Linked DNA regions of Zea mays: regions 2 and 3 are each linked to region 1. The links are chromatin contacts, called in public Hi-C maps. All regions are on one chromosome and are shown on one strand. Each heading gives the region's core, a stretch centred on a gene start, on an enhancer-like site or on the middle of the called end of the contact. The rest is flanking DNA. Distances are from core to core; before and after follow the strand shown.

What was found. A called contact is a pair of places that touch in the nucleus more often than the background predicts.
Region 2: a Hi-C map of leaf shows a contact between it and region 1, with 4 times the contacts expected there. The contact joins the promoter of LOC103654786 here to the promoter of LOC100284128 in region 1. A contact is called at or near these places in 2 of 25 Hi-C or Micro-C datasets (leaf and tassel).
Region 3: a contact with region 1 is called in a Hi-C map of leaf, with 6 times the contacts expected there. The contact joins the promoter of LOC100216558 here to the promoter of LOC100284128 in region 1. A contact is called at or near these places in 4 of 25 Hi-C or Micro-C datasets (bundle sheath, ear, leaf and 1 more).

The regions. Positions count from the first base shown.
Region 1 is chr4:237,603,095-237,606,577 of Zm-B73-REFERENCE-NAM-5.0, reverse strand. LOC100284128 (early nodulin 93) reads right to left here and starts at 1,512. Exons shown (of 4, transcript NM_001157025.2): 1 at 1,314-1,512; 2 at 683-744; 3 at 100-175. The coding sequence starts at 1,377. It also overlaps the pseudogene LOC103654789.
Region 2 is chr4:237,469,666-237,472,724 of Zm-B73-REFERENCE-NAM-5.0, reverse strand. LOC103654786 reads left to right here and starts at 1,669. Exons shown (of 10, transcript XM_023302241.2): 1 at 1,669-1,958. The coding sequence starts at 1,940.
Region 3 is chr4:237,347,554-237,350,992 of Zm-B73-REFERENCE-NAM-5.0, reverse strand. LOC100216558 reads left to right here and starts at 1,888. Exons shown (of 6, transcript NM_001142978.1): 1 at 1,888-2,290. The coding sequence starts at 1,949. It overlaps LOC100275107, which reads right to left and starts at 1,724. Exons shown (of 3, transcript NM_001394749.1): 1 at 1,531-1,724; 2 at 1,326-1,447. The coding sequence starts at 1,643.

The DNA of each region.
Region 1 (3,483 bases), core at 263-2,762:
AAAGCTACCATATAAACAAATTCAACATTACGATCCAACTATATGACAATTGTCTTCAGCCAGCTACATTAGCTCAACTAGTTTTAAGTAGAACGGTACCTGCAGATATAATGAGTGCTTGTGCAGTGTAGTTGAGATTCGCCTTAGCCCAAGGAAGGACACGGCAGCCAACCAACTGCACCAGAAAAAAAAAATCATGTAGATCAGAACCATAAGCAGGTAACGATCCAAATCACACCATACTTAAACATAAGGGCAAAAGAATGTAGAAGGGTAGCTAGTTTTTTTCAGCCATTAGAATTTCGATGTTCATTGAATATACCTAAAGATTTAGTCTTAAATAAAAGCAAAACGAAAACAGCTATCCACGTGCCTAAACCTTGTTTGTGGATTCCGCTGGGTTTCAACTCTAAAGGTCTAGCCTACACAACTTGTTTGGGACTAAAAGACTTTGTTGTTCTCGTTGCTGCTGCTGTATTAGAATTTTAATGTTCATATTAAATTATAAGAGGAGACATGACGGCTGATGGAATGGATCCTAAAAAAAGCAAGGATACCAAAATGATGACATATTTTCCCCAAAAAAACGAAATGATGATATACCTTAAGCATGTTCACTAACATATTGGGAGGAAGAGCACATAAACTATATACTACTGATAACAGTGAAACAATTACGCACCGTGGGAACTGCAACCACAGTACCAGCTATTGCGGCGTTCTTTGCTCCCAGCAGTACAGCTTCTGTAACAGGAAAAACTCTAGAAATTAACATAGCAGCCAAAATAAACAGAACTCAGTGGCTGATTCCGCCATGCCAATAACCCACTACCCCCACCCAAACACACACTCTGACACTGTGAGCCGCTGGTTCAACTGCAGGTGTGCTGAGATATCAGAGAGAAATTAAATAGTTCAATTCACAAGGAACTGCGGATCAAGAAACGTACCATGTCAGTGCAGATGTATACTAATAATAATCACTGAAACACACCCGCTTAACTTAAGGCCGTCAAGACAAAGGGGAAGAAAAATGAAGCCTCGCGGGGGGGGCAATGGGGATCGAAACCAGAACAAAAATCCGTCTTTGGGTCCGCGACATCCCCAGAGTCAGAGGCCAACCACCCGCCCCCAGGCTGGGGCTTCTAGATTTGCACGGCCCTCATTTGCCAAACCCCCTTGCGCGAGCACAACAAATTTATCTATCCCGAATTCGGAGATCTCCCAGAATTCGTACCGATAATGGACCGGGATAGCTGACGGCGCAAGGGGGGAAACGAGAGTCGACGAGGGAAAGAGTTGACGCATTCTACCTCTGACGGCGGCGTCGGACTCCTCCTCCTTGGGGGACCGAATCAGGAAACTCCTGCCAGCCATGCTCTCTCTCTCTCTCTCTCTCTCTCTCTCTCTCTCTCTCTCTCGACTCTGCTAGCTTCCTCTGGCCGTCGTTCCGTTGGGGGCAGCAGCCGGGCAGGGGATGGCGAGCGAGCTAGAGCTAAAATAGAAGAATTTGTTTCTCCTTGTGATGGTGACGGTGGCCGGTGAGCGAGTGGCAAGGTCGGACACGGATCGGAACGAACCTGTACAGCTCATGTCATGAGGACTAAACGACGGCACAGGCCCCCTTAGCCGCCACACTTTATTATTACTAGAATAAAGAGCGCCCTATCGGGCGCTATAGCACTCATATATTAACTTCAGCTAGCACAAGTATAGAAACATCACCTCAAGTAGACTTTAATGTATAGAAATAACTCCAGATAAAAGTAAATGGTTGAGTCATATAGTAAAGGCACCAGACTTAGCTAAATGAAGAAAGTGGTAGCCCAAAGTTAGTCATGGAATAGAATACAATTCTGGGTCATCAAAAGATATTGTGTACACTGATACTTAGATAACACAGTTTGTAGCCTGTAAGCTAGAATGAATGCTGGAACTATAAGAGGAGGGACAAATGTTTTCAGACTTGACGCACTATTGAAACTGTCAGATATGCGTGGAGCTGACAGGGAGACAACCCTCGTGCACTTTGTTGTCCAAGAGATGGAGAGATCACAAGGACCAAAGGCTTCAGGTAAGCTCAGTGGAATAGAAAGGGAAGGTATTCAGAGATGGGAACATAATTTGTTTCAGAGTTAAGTAATGAGCTTGGCAATGTCAAGAAGGTAGCAAGTATAGATTTAGATACCTTGAAAAGTTCAATCTCAAATCTATCACATGGACTGGCTCAATTGATAAGGTTTTTTTGGGAAGTACCTTATCTGCCATGACATGAATCAGAATTTCCTGCAGTGCATGAGATCATTCCAAACTCATGTAGAGAATACCGAACTTGTGGTAGTCACTGGCCAAGGATGGGATGCAAAGTAGAAGGAACGAATTTACCTAAAAGTGCTTGCGCATATCGATATACCAAGGAGACTTCCATGTAGATGGAGATTCGGGTCCTCTTTCTATACCTGGGGTATCATCCAATCTAGCAAAAGCAACCATTCAGAAGAACTATGGACAAAAAACCTACGACGACTTAGCTTCAAATAAGCTGAAGTCTGAACTGATTAGCTAACAAAATAAACAGATAATTCAAACATACCCAATCACAAGTGTGCATGTATCTGTTGTTCATATACCTGGTAATAACAGCCCAATCATATGCTTTGGAGTCCACAAAAACCTGTAATATATATAGTAAGAAAAGAAGTTCAGGAATTTGGGGAGCAGACATTAACTTTTTTGTCCATACCAATAAAAGCATTACTTACGAAATTTCTGCTGCTGCTGGAGCCGCACCCCTGAACAACGACATGAGAGTCACTGATTTTAGTTAAAAATTAGTAGGAAAAGGAAAAGGTTCTGGGAAATGATTCCTCGTCTGGGCCTAACATCAGCTGAAACCAGGGTTCACAATTTTGTTTACATTGATCCGAATTTCGTTTTGTGGACCAAAGTTTGACTTTTGTATTTTATATTTTGAAACAGAATCTATTTAAAACTGGACCAAAATTAATTTTTCGATGAGTACCGAAAACCAAAAAAATTACCGAAACTCAGTGATCCTGGTCCGAGAAAGTCAACCCTGGCTAAAACTCACTTATTAATTTATTCCTAATCTAATGTACTCCCATCTATTCTATTCTATTCTATTTTAGATTTTTGGAAGTGGAGGGGAAGGAAAACTCTTTCCTTCCTCTCTGTAATGAAGAAGACACTGATTATGAACTCATTATTCAGATTGTCAGCCTGTTTTACATGTTTCACAAATAAAAGTGCAACTAAAGCACCGAAACAACAGGACTATACACTATAGCAAGAACCCAAAAAAATACAGACATGCAAAAACTCCACTTCCTACCTTGATGACCTAGTTAGAAATTTGGTATGCACTTCACATACTCAGACCATGAATAAGCATGCTTCATCTTTTAGTAAAACATGATCCAACTTATAGCTGCAGCAGATTATTACATCACAAGTAACAAATGG
Region 2 (3,059 bases), core at 420-2,919, 130 kb after region 1:
CAGTGGGAGAGAAGCAAACATGAGAGGAGAGAAGCAGGGGTCCAGCGTCCGGTAGGGGTCCGGCGTCAGCCGTGCTGGAGAGAAGCTGCAGCCGCGTCTCTGGCGTCAGCCGTGCAGGAGAGAAGGGAGAAGCAAGCGTCGAAAGGGGAAGAACTGAAGAAGCAAGCAGGCACTTTTCAACCGCAAACCCTAGACCCTATCCCGCGCGCGCGCCACCCTTTTCCCTCCCACGCGCGCGTCGCATTTTTCTCTCCCGCACGCGCCGCATTTTCCCCTCCCGCGCGCGCGCCCCTTTCCCGCGCGCTATTTCCCGCTCGCGTGCGCGGCGCGCGCGTAGCTCGCCTAAGCGCCGCCTGAGCTCCTGGGCGCCGCTGAGTCGCCGCGGAATCGCCGCCCGGCGCCGCCTAGGCGCTCCAATCGCCTAGGGGCCCGCCTACCCCCCTAGTCCAGGCGGGAGGCCGTAGCCTAGAGACTAGGCGCGCCTAGGCGCGTCGTAGGCGACGATTTTCAAAACCCTGGGCTCAGGATCTAGAAAGTGACGGATTACTACTATTACGACGACTCAACCGATTATATGTTTATGTTGATTTTGAATGGTTTTTATCCAAATGAATTTTATAGAAGCTGGCTGAAAAGCTGAGTGTTTGACAGTCCGCAGCAGCTTTTGGTGGTCAGAAGCTGTGAAAAGCCGAAACAAACAGGGGCGTTATTGGCCAAGTACGAGGTTGCAACTACCTCGTAGCCTCACTACAGCTAATCAACTACTCGCAGGTTTCACCAGACTACTTGGTTGGCATAAACTACTTGGGTCGCTCCAGACTACTCGATCGGCGTTAGAAACTACTCACGGATTGCACCGGGAGTACTGAAGACCTGCGACAAGTACTCGAGCTCAACTCCGAAATACCTATCATCTTTGTTCGGCTATAAAGTACTCGGGGGCTTATCGTATGGGGATGTCCGAGGGCCCACTAGGACTACTCGGGAGGCCCATGCGCAGGAACCAGGGTACCTGAGGCACAACAAAGGCAAGGATTCGTGATCCGCAGGAAGGTTAGGATAGACGCGAGAATCTACGAGGATATTCTTCATTCTATTTTAATCATTCCAAGATTGTTAAGATTCGTCTAGATAAGGTAGATGCAACTGAATTAGGGTAAATCACCGCTTTTCTTGTAACCCTGCTCTCGGCCTATATAAGGGTGGGCAAGGAGCCCCTCCATTCATCTCATCTCATCGCATATCATCATCGCAATACAAACCACCACATACAGGATATAGGATATTACGTTCAGCCTGGTCTGAACCTGTCTAAAATCCTCGCGTTCGTCTGCGCGCCATTGATTTTCTTGGTTCTAGCGACACCCAAACCGACCAATCTACTGCTCCGGACACCCTCGTTGCAGGCTTGCCGGTATAAAATACCGACACTAGGCGAGCGCTGTCTAAAATCCTCGCGTTCGTCCGCGCGCCATTGATTTTCTTGGTTCTAGCGACACCCAAACCGACCAATCTACTGCTCCGAACACCCTCATTGCAGGCTTGTCGGTATAAAATATTGACACTGGGAAAGCGCCAGGACTCTGGCGCTTTGGCCAGTGTACATTTTTGCAAAAAAATTGGTATATATTTCTGTAAAAAGTGATTAAAAATATATAAAAATTAAAAAAAAATCCAAGGCCTTCCGCCGCAACCAGGCCGGGCGGGCCGATGCATATCCTTTGCCCTTCCGCTCCATATACACAAGTGTGCTTGCCGGGTGAGAGGATTCCACAGACCCTGGGCGCTCATCTTTCATACTTCTGCCGTCGCGAACCCCACGCTGCCCTCAGCGGTGTAACCCCTTTTCCACCACTCCCTGCTCCAATTTAGCCCCTCATCTCTAGATCTGGTATCGTGGATCCGGTGAAGATTCAATCTTTATCATATCCAGGAGGACATGGCGGAAACGGACTGTGGTAAGCGGCAGTCCTTCACATTTTGATTGATCTTGTAATTACCACGGGAGTCTATGTGCTGTTGCCAGTCTTGAAGAAAATCGTGTGTAAATCGCGAGCTCTCTTTATAAGGCTGGTGGCAACGCGGGCGGTAGCGCGGGCGAGAGAGAGCCGCTACCGCCCGCGCGTGAGCGAGAGGCGGGCGAGAGAGGGTCGCCGGGCGACGGCGCTCGCGCCCGGCGAGAGCGGGCGGTATCGCCTCGCTCTCGCCCGCGCTGGAGCGCCCGCCCGCGCGAGAGGCGGGCGAGAGGGAGGCGAGAGCGAGGCGAGACACTGGCGGGGCGAGAGCGACGTGGCGTGATCTGACTGGTCCACGTGTCGCGATCTGATTGGTCCACGTGTGCTAGCCGTTGCAACTAGCCGTTTTTGACCGTTTGGAGTCCAAAAAAATCCGAAAAAATTGCAAAAAATCACAAATTTCATCCCCAATCACAAATTTCTATTAATTATTATGTATTTTTAAATCGTCATGTAATTTTATTTTAATTATTACGCAATTTGTAATTTTTAATTCAATAAAAAATATTATGTTGTGTGTTTTCTGAGCGTTGAAATAAATCCGCGTGAATTACTTAATTCTGAAATAGAAAAACTGATGTGGCTATAGACTGAGGCTGTAGCCTGCTGCAACCTGTACACTGGAGCAGCAGAGGCGAGAGTGGAGGCGAGAGCTGACGTGGCAGGGGCGAGAGGGAGGCTGTGCACTGGACTCAGCCTAAATTGAGTTGCAGTAGCCATTTGTTGCTAGTTTAGAGTTAGGATCTGGTTGCATCTCTCAGATCTGGAGCTGTCCCCATGTCAAAACTGGCATCTTTTGACTGAAACTGATAGTTTTTAGTTGTCGCGCCCCGTGCTGTCACTTGTCACCGTATTCTTTAGTCATAACTGGCTTGGCATGAGGAAGAGCATTTTGTCGTACTTCCAACTCTCACCTTTTGCTGTTCAACTGAAACTCAATAAGTAGTTTTTCGTTGTATCATTTCCATATTCTATGCATTAGAGTTTCTAATTGTACACTAGTCTGTGAAACTTACCATGCCCATATAGGGGGAAAATACAATG
Region 3 (3,439 bases), core at 639-3,138, 260 kb after region 1:
TGTGCTAGAAGCTCACACTGCAGAGGAATATAAAGGATAAGGCGGACCCTGTGCTAGAGGCGCACACATGAGTGGGGTCTAGAGATGCGATAAACCAAGGCAAGATGAGCCCCCCACCAGAATCAACTTACATTGTGAAAACGGGGATGAGAAAAGGAGATGAGCCCAAAAAGTCTCAACTGTTGAGAATAAGGCAGACTTAGTGGTAGAGGCTCACACATGAGTGGGTGGTCTAGAGAAGGGATAAATCGAGGCAAGTCGATCAAGGGACGTGGTGCACCAATTGAGAGAAGTGTTGCGAAGGTCCAGACAAGATTGTTCCAAGTAGGACGACGTTCTGACTTTTGTTGTTGCTGAGACAAGGAATGTGGCGCTATACCACGTTCCCCGTGACACCAATCCAGATAAAAGTTTATCAAGCTTGTTCCCATATCTTGAAAATTAATATTGAACTATATTCAAAAAGTAAGAACAAACCGAGAACAACATCAGGTATTGTGTGAAGACTTTAAGCCCACGGCCGTTAATATTTCTTCTCAACTTTTTCTATAACTAACATATTAAGCCAAATGCAGTGCATGTGCGGCTGTGCCTCCAAAGGATATGACATTTGCTATAGTCCAAGGTCCTCGTTCCATTCCAACCATTTTTGGCATAAGGTTCTGATTTATGCATTAAAGATCAGTGTCAAACTGTTAAATTGAGTCTGTAGACACACTTCTTTGGCAATTCATACTTTCATAGCTATTTTATCCTGAATACATGAAGAACTGTAGACCCATTTCTGTCAACACATTTGTATTTTCCATGTGTGACACTAATCATTTCTATTCAGCCTACAACATATTTCTGTCAGTTAGAAACTTTCCTAAAGATTTTGAACACAAAAAAACTGGTGTATGTTGCCCCCAAAAGAACTGTTATTAATTTTTTTGACAATGTATAGTCACATATACAGCAGTACAACATTTTTCTGCAAAGAAGGTGATATAGCATCAAGACACACATATGTAAACGTTATACTGAGACAAACAAATGCTAAAATTTGCATTACAGCACCACACTCAAACTCATTTGTGATCATATGAAATTTGCTCTTGAGGGCATGCAAACATATTAACCCCACGCATGTCCCACGCCCACGATGACAAGCCAAAAGGATTCAAGTGAAACGGATCCCACCAAAATCATCCTAAACCAAGACAGTCAACACATGGACGATAATAGACAAGCAAGCAACCGGGAAGCCACAACTCACTGTAGCGTTGCAAAGATTAGTACACTGTATCAGACTCAGACTCCCGGGTAGGAACTGCAGAGCGTACCCTGCGACACGGCCCGGTCCACCTCCGCCCCCAGCCGCGACGTCAGCCGGGCCGCCGAGACGGCGCTGTGCAGCGGTTGCAGAGACCGCGCCAGAGCCATGCGCCGCCCCATGGCCGAAGCCCTGCCACGTGAAACCCCAGTTAAACAACGCCTAATCGGGAAACATCCTCATAGGCCGTGAACAAAAATGGAAGGACCCCTCACCTAGGGACAGGAGCGAGGGTGCGGGGAAGGGAAGCGGAGGGGCTTCGGCTGGCAGTGGACCGGAGGAAGGCGGCGGCGGCCGGGCGAGTGAAGGAGCGGAAGCGCGACGCCATGGCTTGCCGGCGACAGGGTTGGGACGAGCACGCGGCGGAGGCCGGAGGGGCGGTGAGGCCGTGCGGGTTTTTAGGGTTTTGAACCTTGCCATTTGGGAAAAAAGACATAGATGGGCCTTAATGGTAGTATTGCCAGCCCATTTAATTGGCCCACATACTATTCATGTCCAGCCTACTAAAATTGCCTTTCTTCTTTCCCCAGGTGAAACAAATTGCGCATTTTCTTCTCCTGCGGTCCTTCCTTCGCTTCCCCGTTCTTCCAGAATCCTGTCGAGACCTGAATCCACCCTCACCCAGCGGTCCCCATGGCCTCCGGCGAAGGTGTAGTTGATCAGCTGTACGAGGCGGCTGGCGGCGAGGCAGTGGCCAAGATAGAGGGGGAGGCCAAGGTGGAGGCGGAGGCCAAGATGGAGACGGAGGAGCCGGTGCTGTACCTCGACCTGACGAGCTACCAGCTGCACGATCTAAGCGAGGTGGAGATCCCACCCACGCTGGAGGAGGTCGACCTCACCGCCAACCGCCTCTCTTCTGTTGATCCTCGCATCGGCCAACTCCCCCATCTCCGCAAGCTCTCATTCCGCCAGAACCTCCTCGACGATGACGCCGTCGCGCCGCTCACGTCCTGGGAGGCTATTGCCGGGTTGAAGGTGATTACTAACTCGGAATCTGTAGTGGCGAGTCGTTGTTGTATTGCTCTGATCCTGATGTGGTGATGTCCAATTTTGGCTATTAGATGCTTGTGTTAATTATTTCAGCAGTTTTTTATTATAAATAATCTTATGATGACTACCAACCTGTGTTATCAGGAACACATTTTACGTAATACTTGGTAGCATGGTCAATAACTATTTGTCTATTACTACCTCAGTTGTCGAATATTTATTGCCCGCTAGCTCATTTTTGAACTAGAACGCAATAAATAAAAAAGAACGGAAGGAGTAATGGAGTATCACTTCTTCCTTCCTGTAAATGGGTGAAAACTAAATGCATGTAGTTTGCTTTTTTACTAGAAAGCCTAACGACATTTATCAGTGGAAAACGAGAGGGTTTGTTTATGATCATCTTGTGGTGAAACACAGAAATTTCATGAGACTTGAGTGCTCTTGTAATCTTGTTTCCTTCACTGAGGTATCAAGTCCAGTAATTCGTATTATTAGGCAATAGATTGTGATATGCAGCAACTTGGCTCAGTTACTGTAAGAACAAACAGTTGTAATATTGTTTATGTATAACATATTGACATTACATTTATTCATACAACACAACTAAACCTACTGAGGAGGTTAAATTTTGGTCTAACACACTTCACAAAAAAATGACAGCTGTGTAGGCAACTATCTGGGGTATTTCTTGTGATTATTTGTTGAACCTCATAATAGCTGAGGCATTGTAACAGTCCTGATACTTTCACAACATTCCCCAAATACCTAATTCATTTACTTCTAGAAGTTTTTGTGGAGAGATGGATCAAGTGAGTCCTCACTTTGAAGTTTGAACTAAGGGATTTTCAATATCAGACAGAGTTGAGGAACCACTTTTTCCTTCAGTGAGCTGGAGGCCACTGTAGTACTGATTATATTTTGTATAGCCTTTTGTTACCATCTTCTTTTATATTTTAGACCAAAGGCATAAGCCCTACTTTTGCAGAAAACATAGAGAGTGGCTGCTGGGAAAACCAGCCTACGATCTAGCACATCCAACTTTAGCTACCCATTCAAACGATCAACCACAAACACTAAACTCTCCTTTCTTAAATTGCACTCCTTCGTAGTCAAACAAAACACCCTAACACCCAA